Linked DNA regions of Mus musculus: region 1 is linked to region 2. A link is a contact called in public Hi-C data. All regions are on one chromosome and are shown on one strand. The core of a region is the stretch at or near the end of the contact, and the rest is flanking DNA. Distances in the headings are between cores, read along the strand shown. Region 1 has its middle 140 kb from the start of Ppp6c. Region 2 holds the start of Rpl35 (ribosomal protein L35).

Evidence for each region. A called contact is a pair of places that touch in the nucleus more often than the background predicts.
Region 1: a contact with region 2 is called in a Hi-C map of the Ba/F3 cell line, with 6 times the contacts expected there. The contact joins the enhancer-like site here to the promoter of Rpl35 in region 2. A contact is called at or near these places in 5 of 39 promoter capture datasets (the 3T3-L1 cell line, cranial neural crest and embryonic stem cells), 1 of 15 datasets of contacts at CTCF or cohesin (embryonic stem cells), 10 of 484 Hi-C or Micro-C datasets (B cells, the Ba/F3 cell line, the G1E-ER4 cell line and 5 more), 14 of 115 datasets of contacts at active chromatin or transcription factors (embryonic stem cells, large pre-B cells, pro-B cells and 1 more) and 2 of 9 other capture datasets (embryonic stem cells and liver).

Annotation. Positions count from the first base shown.
Region 1 is chr2:39,368,187-39,374,206 of GRCm38.p6, forward strand. No RefSeq gene overlaps it. Among named protein-coding and RNA genes, the nearest start is that of Ppp6c, 140 kb to the left of the region's middle. Within about 2 kb of position 3,780, at least 5 of the 459 cell types and tissues checked have an H3K27ac peak or open chromatin away from gene starts, as enhancers often do. A contact at or near this core is called in the Ba/F3 cell line and the G1E-ER4 cell line, where this site is marked.
Region 2 is chr2:39,002,105-39,008,927 of GRCm38.p6, forward strand. Rpl35 (ribosomal protein L35) reads right to left here and starts at 3,027. Exons shown (of 4, transcript NM_025592.3): 1 at 2,980-3,027; 2 at 2,628-2,764; 3 at 2,003-2,084. The coding sequence starts at 2,982. Arpc5l (actin related protein 2/3 complex, subunit 5-like) reads left to right here and starts at 6,035. Exons shown (of 4, transcript NM_028809.1): 1 at 6,035-6,240. The coding sequence starts at 6,092.

The sequences.
Region 1 (6,020 bases), core at 2,530-5,029, 370 kb after region 2:
GAGAGACAGAGAGACAGACACAGACACACACAGACACACACAGACACACACAGACACACAGACACACACACACACACACACACACACACACAGACACACACACACAGAGTGAGCGAGTGAGAGAGAAACTTTGATGGAACACTAAGTCTCCATCAAATCTTTTCCCTCAGGGAATCTGGCAGAAGAGGAAGCAGAAAGAGTGTAAGAGCCAGAGGGGATGGGGATACTAGAACAAGGCCTTCTAAAACAACATGAGCAAAGCGCATACAAACTCACAGAGACTGAAACAGCAAGCACAGGGCCCGCATACGCACCAAGTCCTCTGCATATTTATCACGGCTTCTAGTTTAGTGCTTTCATGGTATTCCTAAGTGTGTGAATGAGTAGGCTTCTGATTCTTGTTCCTTCTCTTGGGGGCTCTTTTACTTTGTTTATTTTGTCCAACTTTGATGTTTTTGTTTTATCTTACTATATTTTATTTTGTTATAGTTTTTAAATGAATGAATAAATGAAAACTATCCACTAGATAAAGGTTAACCACTGAACTGCCACTTATACCTGCTGGAAGAGGGAAAGTCAGATTTTCACAATAGAGTGACACTGGGTATATCAACTACTCTAGAGAGGGCCTCGTGTTCATAAATCATTGACCAACATATAAAGGACTCCACAGAGTTTGTGTGTGTGTGTATTATTTTTATTTATTTTTGTTTGTTTTGGAGGATTTTGTTGTATTGAGTTTTTGTTAGCTCTTGGAGAAAGCTTAAAGTTGGATGGATATGGAAGGGGAGAGGATCTAGAGGCACTTGGGGGAGGAAATGAGTATGATCAAAATATATTTAAATTTAAAATTTGTTTTAAATAATAAAAACAAAATTTTAAAATTTTAAGAAATTTAGAGAGTTGGGGTGTGTGTGAATCTCTAGCAGATAATTCCTAGAATCTAGATAGGAGAGGACCAGAGCAAAAACAGAGAAGTAGAGTGGACGTTCCAACTCCATCATCAAGGAGATCTTCCTGCAGGGCTTCTCAGAATAGGATCCTAACAATTTCCTCAGGCCACAGCAAGTGGGAAAAGAGCCAACTCTCTCAGCAAGTGTTGATCTTCGTTAAGAGAAAGGCATACAGACTGAAATGTCTTTTTTTTTTTTAAGATTTATTTATTTATTATATGTGAGTACACTGTAGCTGTCTTCAGACATACCAGAAGAGGGCATCAGATCTCTTTACTCATGGTTGTGAGCCACCATGTGGTTGCTGGGATTTGAACTCGGGACCTTCTCAAGAGCAGTCAGTGCTCTTACCGGCCGAGCCATCTTTCCAGCCCAGACTGAAATTTCTTAAAGCAGAACAAGAACAGCTGAAACCAGATACCTGCTAAGGGAGTCTTTCCTTTCATTGGGAACAAGCAAAAGAAACGTACCTTAAGGACTGCCATTTTGTTTTCAGACTCTATTTAGTTATAGGGGGAAATTAAGTTTCAGGTCCCAGGTCCTAGGGGAGCTGAGGACTTCTCAAAAGCTGAACAGCTCCTGTTATTCATCCCTTGTTCCCCAAAACATAATGACTGTTCCTAACTACAAATGAACAAATGGATTTGATTGGTTGTACTGTAAAACCTACATTCTGCATGTATGTCACCTGTGACATAGACCAACCACATAAGTAAAGCCTTTATTCATAAATCCTAATTGGTGATGAAATACAATAACTTGGCAAAGATGTTTTTGATTTTCAAGCTCACGTGCTCTGTGATATTCTAACTTGAGGTTGCAGTCAAGCTCTCAAGCCTGTTTTGCAGCCCTAATTGATCAGTAACAGCTTGATTACATAAATTTTGTCATCTGACCTGACCTGGTGTTTTGAGTATTGTTGGATCTAAGCAAACTCCATAACACTTTCACTAGAGAGACAGAAAGAAAGATGAGGACGAACACAGAGAAGAAAGGAGAAAAACAGGAGAGTTTGAAAGAGACCACGGAGAGATAGGGTGCACCAAGGAGCCAAGAGGAGTGGTTCCTGAATCCTACATAGATTATCCACCTCAACCCTTGACACAAAATGAGAGCCCAAAGAAATGGCCGATCCACCCACAAAGGAGAACTGCTCTGGGACACTTAGATAACATCAGCCAATCCACTGATGCTCATTCAAGCTACTGGTCCTCCTTACAAGTCTCCCTCCCACCCTCTCGTGTAAAGGGCCACCTAATACTCTTTAACGGTGCTCCAGAATATTTAACACACAGCTGCATAGACGATCTCTTTTCTCCTCTAACTCAGCAAATGTACTGCATGACTCCAGCCATGTCATTCTGAGGTCAGATGCCTACTCAGAGAGGAAAATAATTCTACAGGGAACTGACTTCTCTTGGACCAATCAAGATTGAGCACTGCTGTCCGGCTATGAGACTCTGAGACATTTTGTTTCTTAGCTATAAAGCTGAAGTGACTACATACATTGAGACAAGAAGTGGCTAGCCCTATGAGAAGGAGGTGTTGGCCTGTGCCTTTCTGAGCCTGGAACATTTCACCTATTTTCTCATTCCATCCACTGCTGAGCAAACGTCACCATTTCAATTTGTGGCTGAGTAGAATTCCACTCTGTTCAGGTACCACATTCTCTGAGTCGGGGATTACATTTGAGTTCCTTGCTGCACTTCTCTGGATACTATATCCTGGGTTTTGACTGAAGCCTGTTGCTCTGGCCTGCTGGCAAACTAGACAAGGAAGGACAGATGCTTCACTATCTCTGTTGGTGGCACTGAGGTCACCAAACAGCTCTGGCAACTTGTGTTACTTTTTTTCTTAAGCCTTTAGAGAGGTCTGCTTCTGCATTCTGATTCCTCCAAGGAATTGCTGAAGTGCTTAGAGAAATTCTTTAATTTCATTCAAAACAAACAAACAAACAAACAAACAAACAACAACAACAACAAAGAACCCTGCTAAGTTTCTCTAAGTTTAAAGATATGGGAACATGTAGGTAAAACGTTAGAAATCAACCATTGCCTACCAGGGCAGAGTGAGTTTCATACTGATGAGTTTGGGATGTACAGTTTGGCAGGATATTGCTTAGATCCACAGCATAAAGTTGATTAAATTGTAATTCAAACTTCTTGATAAAACTGGTCAGTTGACTCCAAAACACACAGGAAGATAAAAGATAAAAATAATAGAGCAAAGGCTCAGACGATGAGAAGGCAGCTTTATTTATTAAATTGTTTTCATTTCATGACACTTCAGAGGACAAAGAGGAAATTTCTGTTTTTTGAAGATACAAATTTAAAATCACCTAAAGTGGCTTTGGCTCTTTTAATTGAGCCAAGTACCCCTCCCCATTTATTACATACAAGATTATTAGATACCCCTAAAGGGCTTTAGCCCTTCTTTGAGGAAGCTGGAGAAGCCTGAGACTCCTGATAAAGTATTTTGTACAAAAGTTCTTGCTTGCTTTACCCGGATTTCCACGACAACAGGGGGTTTCACAGAATACGAGGAGCACAGTAGACAGGCTGTGACCGCGCAGACTCATGAGCAGGCAGCAAGCACCCAGCATTCCAACCCACAGTGAACCTGACTCATTCTGCTGGCTGGAGGCTTTGTCTCGGCCACTGCCTGCTTTGTTAGGGGTCAGGACAGGTCTTAAAACTAAACGAAATGACCAGCAATTCCATATTTTTAAATAGTTGTGTGGCCTCTGCCACACATACATACACAACTGTCTGTCTGTCTATCATCTGTCTGCCACACTCTAGGATACATTAGCCTGGCCTAATCTGTGATCTGGGGCTTTTAGGGGCAAGTGAATATTGGAGGGGAGCCCCATCTCCAGCTCCTGACACTTGGTCCTCCACATGCAAATGCTTATTAATTTTCAAAGTTTTTATCTGTTATTGTATGCGTGTGTATCTGCATGTATTGTGTACCACAATTTTCAGTTAGCTTCCACCACGGCTCCCAGGGATTGAATTCAGGCATTATTCTTGTGCAGCAGCAAATTCCTTTTTTAAAAAAAATTAGATATTTTCTTCATTTACATTTCAAATGCTATCTCGAAAGTTCCCTATTACCCCCCCCCCCCCCCCGCCCTCCCTACCCACCCACTCCTGCATCTTGGCCCTGGCATTCTCCTGTACTGGGGCATATAAAGTTTGCAATACCAAAGGACCTCACTTCCCAGTGATGGCCGACTAGGCCATCTTCTGCTACTTATGCAGCTAGAGACACGAGCTCTGGGGGTACTGGTTAGTTCATACTGTTGTTTCTCCTATAGGGTACAGCAAATTCTTTTACCTAAGGAATGCTTTGCTGCTACTGCATACTTGTGTGTGTGTGTGTGTGTGTGTGTGTGTGTAATTTTCATATAAGTATTGCTGTATGCTGGGCATATTCACCCCCCCCACACACACTATTATCCTCCCTTTTCTCACCTCTCCTATCATTTCTCTTCATCTCTTAGTGCAGTTTAATTTTGTTCGTGTCACAGAGACAGTCATGCTTTTATGTATCTGCAAGAAACATAGTAGCACACACACACACACACACACACACACACTGAGTAAAACAAAAATAAATTTAAGAACTAAATATACATCTAGTCTTTTTGTTCAGTATTCATTAGCATATGCTTTTGCTTTCATTTTTTTCGTCAATTCATGCATAATAATTAATGGTCAATCAGCTTGAAAACTTTCCTTGATGTTGATAATGGAGTTTTCATGAGATCCTTGGGGTTTTCCTAAGTGTTATACTATCTTCAGGTAAAATGAATTCTCTCAGCCTTTTTTATTCTTATATAAGTACACACACACACACACACACACACACACACACACACACACACCACACTCACATAATAGTGTTTATATTAATATCAACAAAAATCTTCACCATAATAATGATGGAATAGGGCCTTATGTCAACTTCTAATTCATAGTAGCAACAGGACTTAAATTAAATGACTCCATTCTGACCACAGCCCTCTGCTGTCCATTAGGGTGGTTGCCACTTAGTGGTAGTCTCATTCAGCAAGCAGGAAAACAGAAGGCTGGTGTTGCTGCGACCTCTTCTGGCCAAATGTCGCCATGCGCGTCTCCTGAAGAAATGAGGATGTGCATACTAGATCAGGGGTGCCACCTTGTGGAAGCAAGAGTTTATTGCACCTGAGCAGTGTCTTTTCACGTAGTTGCCTTAGTTTGCTCGTCTGAGAGTAGGAAGAAATCTGAGTCACCCTCATCACAAGAACATTTCTTGTCTCAAAAGGAAGCCCAATCTTAGTCATAAGGAAAGGCACACTTGATGTCCAGTGAGATTCATGCTCACCCCTCAACCTGGAAAAAGTCCAAACAAAGGACTTTCAAACATATTATCAATGCTAGGGAAGCCAGGGTACTGAATATCCCTGGACAACTCAGACTAGTGTCTTCTGTCTAGTCCAATAGAATACTGTCTCCAAGTACCCAGGTAAAAGTTCTTATTCTACAAATCATGCCAGATGTCATACATTCTATAAACATATAGCATAATTTATAACAAACTAAAAGGAACGAAGAAACAGCCTGTTATGGTGGTGGCCCACTATTAGTCTGAGAACTCAAGGAGGAAGGCAGAGACAGGTAGATATCAGGGAGTGAACATCCTGGTCTATGTAAATAGTTCTAGGCTAAACAGAAACAGAAAGAAACTTTCTGTTCCAAAATACGATTTTCAGTAATTGACACCTAAGATGAGTGTGTGATCGCAGACATTATAGTGTGTCCTTTCTGGGTGCACAGTATAAGCTCAAACTTTATTATCCCATGAGAACATTCATGAGAAATGAAGAAACCAGAGAAACCAGGCAGATAAGAATAGTAGCAGGAATGGCAGTGCCACCTCTATGCAAATGCCAGGGAGGGGTAGGGGGAGGGGGCACAGCTGCAAAAGCATCACCTGCAGGATCTAAGTGAGGACTGCCTGAGAGACCAAGGGTTGCTGGTACAGACAATGCCTGCCAATTGGACACTGCTGTTTAGAAGAAAT
Region 2 (6,823 bases), core at 1,777-4,276:
CATAATGCTCTAGGCAACATGGGCCAGGGCTTGGTCAAAGTCACCCAGACACAAGTAAGACCCTGAGCTGTTAAGGGAGCTCTCATCTTCCTCTGTGTCCTAGCCCTTCCCAAGGGTTCCAAAATAAAACAGTCCCTTAGTACCCACCCTCAGGGACCAGATCCTGTGGGTCAGACCCCTACATGGTGAGAAGCAGCCCCATCAAGAATTTTAAGAGGCAACAGGCTTCAAAGCAAGCTCCCAGCAGCCTGCTGAAAAGCAGGGCATGCAAAGCCTTTAAAAATGTGTAATTGGGCTGGGCAGTGGTGGCGCACGCCTTTAATCCCAGCACTTGGGAGAAGGCAGAGGCAGGGGGATTTCTGAGTTCGAGGACAGCCTGGTCTACAAAGTGAGTTCCAGGACAGCCAGGGCTACACAGAGAAACCCTGTCTCAAAAAACAAACAAACAAACAAACAAACAAAACCCCCCAAAAAACCAACAACAACAAAAACCCAACAGTGTAATTGGGGTTTGGGGTTCCTATGAGGACCTCCTTCTGCCTGCAGAGGGGTAGGCACAACAGGTTCAATCCTCACGCACCACACTTCTGCAGGACCCTAGGAAGGGCTGTAGGATAAGGTGGGTGGATGGGCGGGGACATGGAGCCACATCAGATAGGCCTTCAGCCATGTCAAGTTCATTCACCCACTTAGAGCTCTGCCCATTGAGCAGTCACCAAACACACCCATCTACTGTTCATTCTACAACAGAGTGGACAGACTACAAAGCTCAACACTTAAGAGTTCACACACCAGGATGCCTGCAATCCCAACTGTTGCGAGCCGGCCAGTTAGAGGCAGAGGGCCTCTGGGAGTTCTAGGCTACCCTGGTCTAAAAGAAAGCAACCCCCCAGAACTCCTACCCCGGCTCCTTGTGGACTGGAGGTAGTTCAGGGCAGGGTCACTCACTTGCCTCATGGCTTAATCCCAAGCACCACCTAAATAAAGAGCCTCCACCTCCAGCCACATGAGCTGAAAGGCCACACATGTCAGCATTAGCAGTGAAGCACAAACAGTTTCAAACGCCACTGCGCAGGGGTGAGGTAAGCGTCCTACACCACTCAGCAGGCTGAGTGATGGGTGTCTGGGCCCCAGCATCTCAGAAACCGAACTTCAGACCCGCCTAAGTTAAAAAAAAAAAAAAAAAAAGTCCCTTGTGGGCAGTGAAGTCATACTTTGTGATGAGCCAGACCCAACACTGAGTAAAAGACTCCACCTGATGGCCTCAACTATAAAATGACACAGCTTCCCCCTACCCCAATTCTTCCGGAGACCAGCCATGGTCAAAGGAAGTAAATTCCTAGCACAGCATGTGAGTTTGAAAGCATGAACGTTTCCCCCCAACCCCCGGTCAGGGTTTCTCTGTGTAGCCCTGGCTGTCCTCGAACTCAGAAATCCTCCTGCCTCTGCCTTCCAAGTGCTGGGATTAAAGGCGTGTGCCACCACTGCCTGACAACACTAACATAACAAACATCTTGTAACTATCCCAGCAATACCCTTAATGTCCTCATGATATGGCTCCAAAGAGAAGCTTTTGGGGGTCGCTGTTTAGCAACTGTGGGTGTCCTTGGGCAACGCAACCTTTCCAAGCCTTGCAACAGCAGGTGCTTGGCTGTGAGACAGACACCCTGAACAGCTAGCTTTGCCTCAGGCTAGGGTTCCAGTTCCATCTTCTAACAAAGCAATCTAACCCAACAACTACCACACAGCTGAGTTCAAAGCTAGTGTCCAGTCCACCCTCACATCCGACTTTTTTTTTGGGTTTGGTTTTCTGAGTGCTGAGATTAAAGGCTTGCGCCACCCTGACCAGCCACATCTGACCCTTTGACACCAAGAACTCCTGTCAGTTCGGGAAGCTGGTAACTGGGCAAACTCAGCCACATAATGGGAGCTTACTGAGGCCCAGTCCTCCAGTCCCTTGTACCCTATACCCTTTCCACAACAGTTCCTGGCCAGTGCTCACCTTGTAGAATTTCCTGAGGTTTTCTTTTTGAGTCTGGTTAATAACAGTGAGGACTCGGGCGATAGACTTGCGAACGACTCGTCTATAAAAATAGATGGCAGTGAAGATCAGGTAGGCACATTAACCCCTCCAACACAAGGCCCTCATTTCTGCCACCCAGGAGGGAAATCTAGAGATAAGGACAGGTTTGTCAACAGATAGACGTGGACACTTAATGCAGATTTGGCCCAAGAACTTATCCCAAAGGCCAGAGACTGAGACCATGCCTTCAAGTTACCTAGTTCAGTGTAAGGAATCACAAATTGGAGAAAAGAGAACAGGTGTGAAGAGAGGACATTGAAGCCAGGCAGAGGCCACGAACAGCTGATTTTAGTCATGGTGATAAGAGATCAACTCGTGACTGGAACACATGGGCTCAGCGTCTCTTTTCAAGTTTCCCTCCCTTGTCGTCACCACTTGCTTCCAGCCGTACTACAACCCATGTGAGGCGGCACCACCATGGCCCTTCAAGGAATGCCCTATTCTCTCACCACAGTAGTTGGCCAAGGACAGTCGAGGGGAAATGGCTCAAGGGGCCAAGGCAGGGAAGGGGAAGCACCCAGCTGGGACCTCAAGGCCCACTTACATCTTGGAGAGCTTGGACGCGGCGCCGCCTGTCACTTTGGCGACCCGAAGCTGGGACAATTCCACCTTCAGATCGTCCAGTTGTTTCAACAGCTCCTCCTTCTTCTTGCCGCGCAGGTCCCGAGCCTTAATCTTGGCCTGCAATGAGGAGCGACTCTATGGGTCACGGAGCTCCCGCTTCGTCCCCGGCCGACCCAGGAGGGACGGTGCGCCAGAGGCCGCGGCGTAAGCGAGGGCGGGCAGCCTGAGCCGGCCCCCGCTGCTCTCTGAGTTCCCCCCGTCCGCCCCGCGCCCCGCGCCACTGTCCCCACGTGTCCCCGGCGACCGATGGCACCCGATTCCCGCAGCCTCACCATTTCGGCGTTGTTCACGGCTGAAGCAGCCTGGTTCGAGAGAAAGAGGAAAGGGCGGGGCCGACTTCCTCAACTACTGCCGGGTGGCGCCGGGCACGGCCAATAGCGTCGCGGTTTGGGAGGCCCGCTCCGCCCCTGCGCAGCCGCGGCCGTGGTGCCCTCCGCTTCCCGGAAGTCCTGCCTTCCTAAGGTTGGCTGGTCTCTAAGCGACCCAGCTGGGGAAACTGAGTCTCGCGATGAGCAACACCGGGCTGGCTGGAGGCAGCGCAGAGAAGGCTGCAGTTCTTCTGTTCCCTCGGTTTTATTCGGAAGCTTGAAGTTCTCTGGTCTGTGCGGGGCTGAGCTAGCCGCGGGTGGTGTCAGGGTGCGGAGGGCATGAGGTGTGAGGGTTTTCTTTAAAAGTTTGAGACAAGGTCTTATTCTAAATCGCTTCCTAATGCTGACAGTACAAGTGCCACAATGCCTCGCAAGTGTATGTGAGAGAGCCAGCGAGCATGGAGGTTGGAGAACAACCTGTGGGAGTTCTCTTCTTCCACTGTTCGGCGCTCGAACGTCGAACGCAAGTGGTCAGGTTCGACCTAACCATCTCGCTATCCTTTTTTTCTTCTTTTCTTTTTTAAATACAAGGCCTCCATATCTATCTATCTATCTATCTATCTATCTATCTATCTATCTATCTATCTATCTATCTATCTATCTATCTACCTACCTACCTACCTATCTCCTGGACTTGTTTTGTACCCAAGTTTGGTATCCAAAGTGCGCCACCACCTGGCAAGGGTAACAATAAAGTCATCCAGCAAGAATTTGCGGAGATGGTATGTAGTAGTACAAATCTCATCCCCAGACTTTTGTGGGATTTCTGATTATTGCTTTAGGTCTGGGCACGGTGTCACAGCGCCCAGGCAGTGGAAAAGGAGGATCCGGAGTTCAAGCCTTCTTTATTACACCAAGATATATTAATGAAACCGTCTCCAGAGAGATTCCAAATCGTGCTGGTAGCTTAGTTCCGTGGTAGTGTTTCCCTGGCATGCACAAAGCTGTGTGCATTCCCGGCACTGATACAAGAATAAATAAAAGCTCCGAAACAGAGTCTTGCTTTATTGCTAGTACCAGTTTATATCTTGGCAAGTCCCTTCGCGTCTCCGGTTAGTGTATCTTTGAGGATTAGAGGAACTAAACTGAAAACCTGCAAAGCTCCCAGCCAAGACCTGATATGTAAAGATTGGGGAAATTATAACATGGTTAAAGTGCACATGACCCTTTGCCTACAGTCCCAGACAGACCGCTAGCATCTAGATCAGAACAAAGCAGACGATGTTGGGTTTGTGTGATGAGTTGACCAAACTGACCAATTGGAGCCCTTTCTTTGCCAAGCTCCATTCAGCAGCTGCCCATTTTTCCAGCAGTTTCTCAATTGTTCATGACTTGATGCTGATAGAAGAGGTACTCAAGGTACTGTAATGAAAGCTGGGCGTGGTGGCGCACGCCTTTAATCCTAGCACTCGCGAGGCAGAGGCAGGCGGAGTTCGAGGCCAGCCTGGTCTACAGAGTTCCAGGACAGCCAGGGCTATACAGAGAAACCCTGTCTCGAGAAAACAAAACAAAACAAAACAAAACAAAAAACCAAAAACCAAAAAAACAAAAAAGGTACTGTAATGAACATTTTTTAGTCACCTCCCATCCCAAGTGTAGCAGCGTACCCTTGTATCCTAAGTGCTCTTAAGTACCAAGCTGAGTTAAGCCATGTGTTTGTGTGCCTGTTTCCAGAGCCAGTCTTGAAGGTCTCTGAGGGTTTAATGCTTTTCAGGCCCAGGATGGGGATACTGGTTGGATAGAATGAATAAGCCTTTTGTAAATGGGATAAGGAGAAATGAACCGAGTGTGGATTAGTTTTAAATGGAAGTCTAAAGATGACCAGGATTCTACTAGAGTTACAAATATACATCATATTTCTGGACATTTTTTGTAGTGCTAGGATTAAACCCAGGATTCACAATATTTTTGAATTCCCAATTACATTCCCCATCTTTGAAGACAAAAAACTTACAGGCACTGTACTTTGCCATCCCTGATGTAATTAAGACAGCCCTTACATTTTTAAATTTTACATGTACCATGTATGTGCTGTGCCGGCAGAGGTGACTGGATCTCCCTGGAGGTGGAGTCGCAGAGCACTGTGAGCTGCTATGTGGATGCTGGGAACTGAACCCAGGTCTCCAAGAATAGCACTTTTTTTCTTTTTTAAATTTCCCGACAGGGTTTCACTCTGTAGTCTTGGCTGATCTAGAACTATGTAGTCAAAACTATCTAGAACTCACAAGAACCCCCTGCCACTGCTTCCTAAGGGCTGGAATAAGGCATGTGCCACATTACTCGCTATGTGTAGCAGGAGCAAAACCATGTCTCACCTAATTTTTTTTGCTCGAGTTCTACTAGGTTAAAATGTAATAGTTTTCTTTTTTTTTAATATTTTTTATTAAATAGTTTTCATATAGTTACAAGAAAAGATTCATTTTAGCCTACGTCTGAAATAGAAAGAATCCTGGGGATTCTGCAGCTTTCGCCTCCTAAAATATGCCTCTTCAGTCAGGAGTACAGGTGGCCACAGAATCCTCTTTAATTTTCGGAACGCCCGCAGGAGTCGTTACATCCTCAAGAAAGGATGTTATCAAGCGTCCTGCCAGCCCCTGGGTTACACATCAACGCCTTTAAAGCCGTTTACTTTTAACAAAGTGGGTCCTCTTGTGGGTCAGTGCTTAAGAGACTCCGGCACTGCGCGTCACTCCCTGCCATCCCTTAGCTCTAAGATTTCTTCCTCCGGAGCGGACAGAAGCGCTGGCTATACCAGCAGCCCGGCTTCGGAGAGGACAGAGTTACGGCTGCAACGCCTGACACCACTTCATCAGCATTCCACGATCCCACGGCGCAGTTCCGCCCACAAGAGCTTCCGGTTCCGGCGCATCCCGGAAGTGGGCGGGCGACGGCGGCTGCGCGCGGAGGAGGGGAGGCGGTGCCTGGCGGCCGCTTCCCGCCCCCAAGCGGAGCCGGTGCGGAGGGGAGCCGGGAAAGAGCGAAGCCTAGGCGGCTGAGTGGCCGCCGCGCTCCCGCCATGGCCCGGAACACACTGTCCTCACGCTTCCGCCGCGTGGATATCGACGAATTTGACGAGAACAAATTCGTAGACGAGCACGAAGAGGCAGCGGCGGCGGCGGGCGAGCCAGGCCCCGACCCCTGCGAGGTAGACGGGCTCCTGCGGCAATATCCTTCCCGGCGCGGCGGCCCGGCTCGGCCTTCGCACCCTGATCACCCCAGCCCCAGTCTCCCGGTCCTCCGCCCAACCCCAGCCCCTCCCGGCTCCTGTCAGTCCCAGGTTCTCCCGGTCTGTGGTTGGCCTTACGCCTTTCTCAGCAGCGCAGCCCTGGAGCTCCTCTCCCTCTGCTCTGCTGCGCTCCGCATCCTTCTGGGTGTCCGTGCATCGGCCTTGGTATCCCTTTATCCCTCCTTATAGTAAGCGGGGTCATTCCCAGGTGCTGCCCTCAGGAGGGACCGAGGTGAACCACCTTGGATTCATTGAGCAGCCAGGGCCACTGCCCTACTGCGCTTGTCTAACTGGCTTTCTTGGGCCCGATTGTAGCCCGGCGTGAAAATAGGTGGGTGGATGGTTGGAGGAAGACTGACTAGAGGGCGGAGGTGGGGGAGGTGTGCTTTAAGGTCCAGCCCTCAGGTGTGATATGGCCTGCTACCTTTTCTCACCTGTCGCCACTTTCCTCAGCACGTTGGGTTTTGCGCCTTTATGGACCAAGTACATTCAACAAGTAATGCGACTCTGCCATTAACCGCC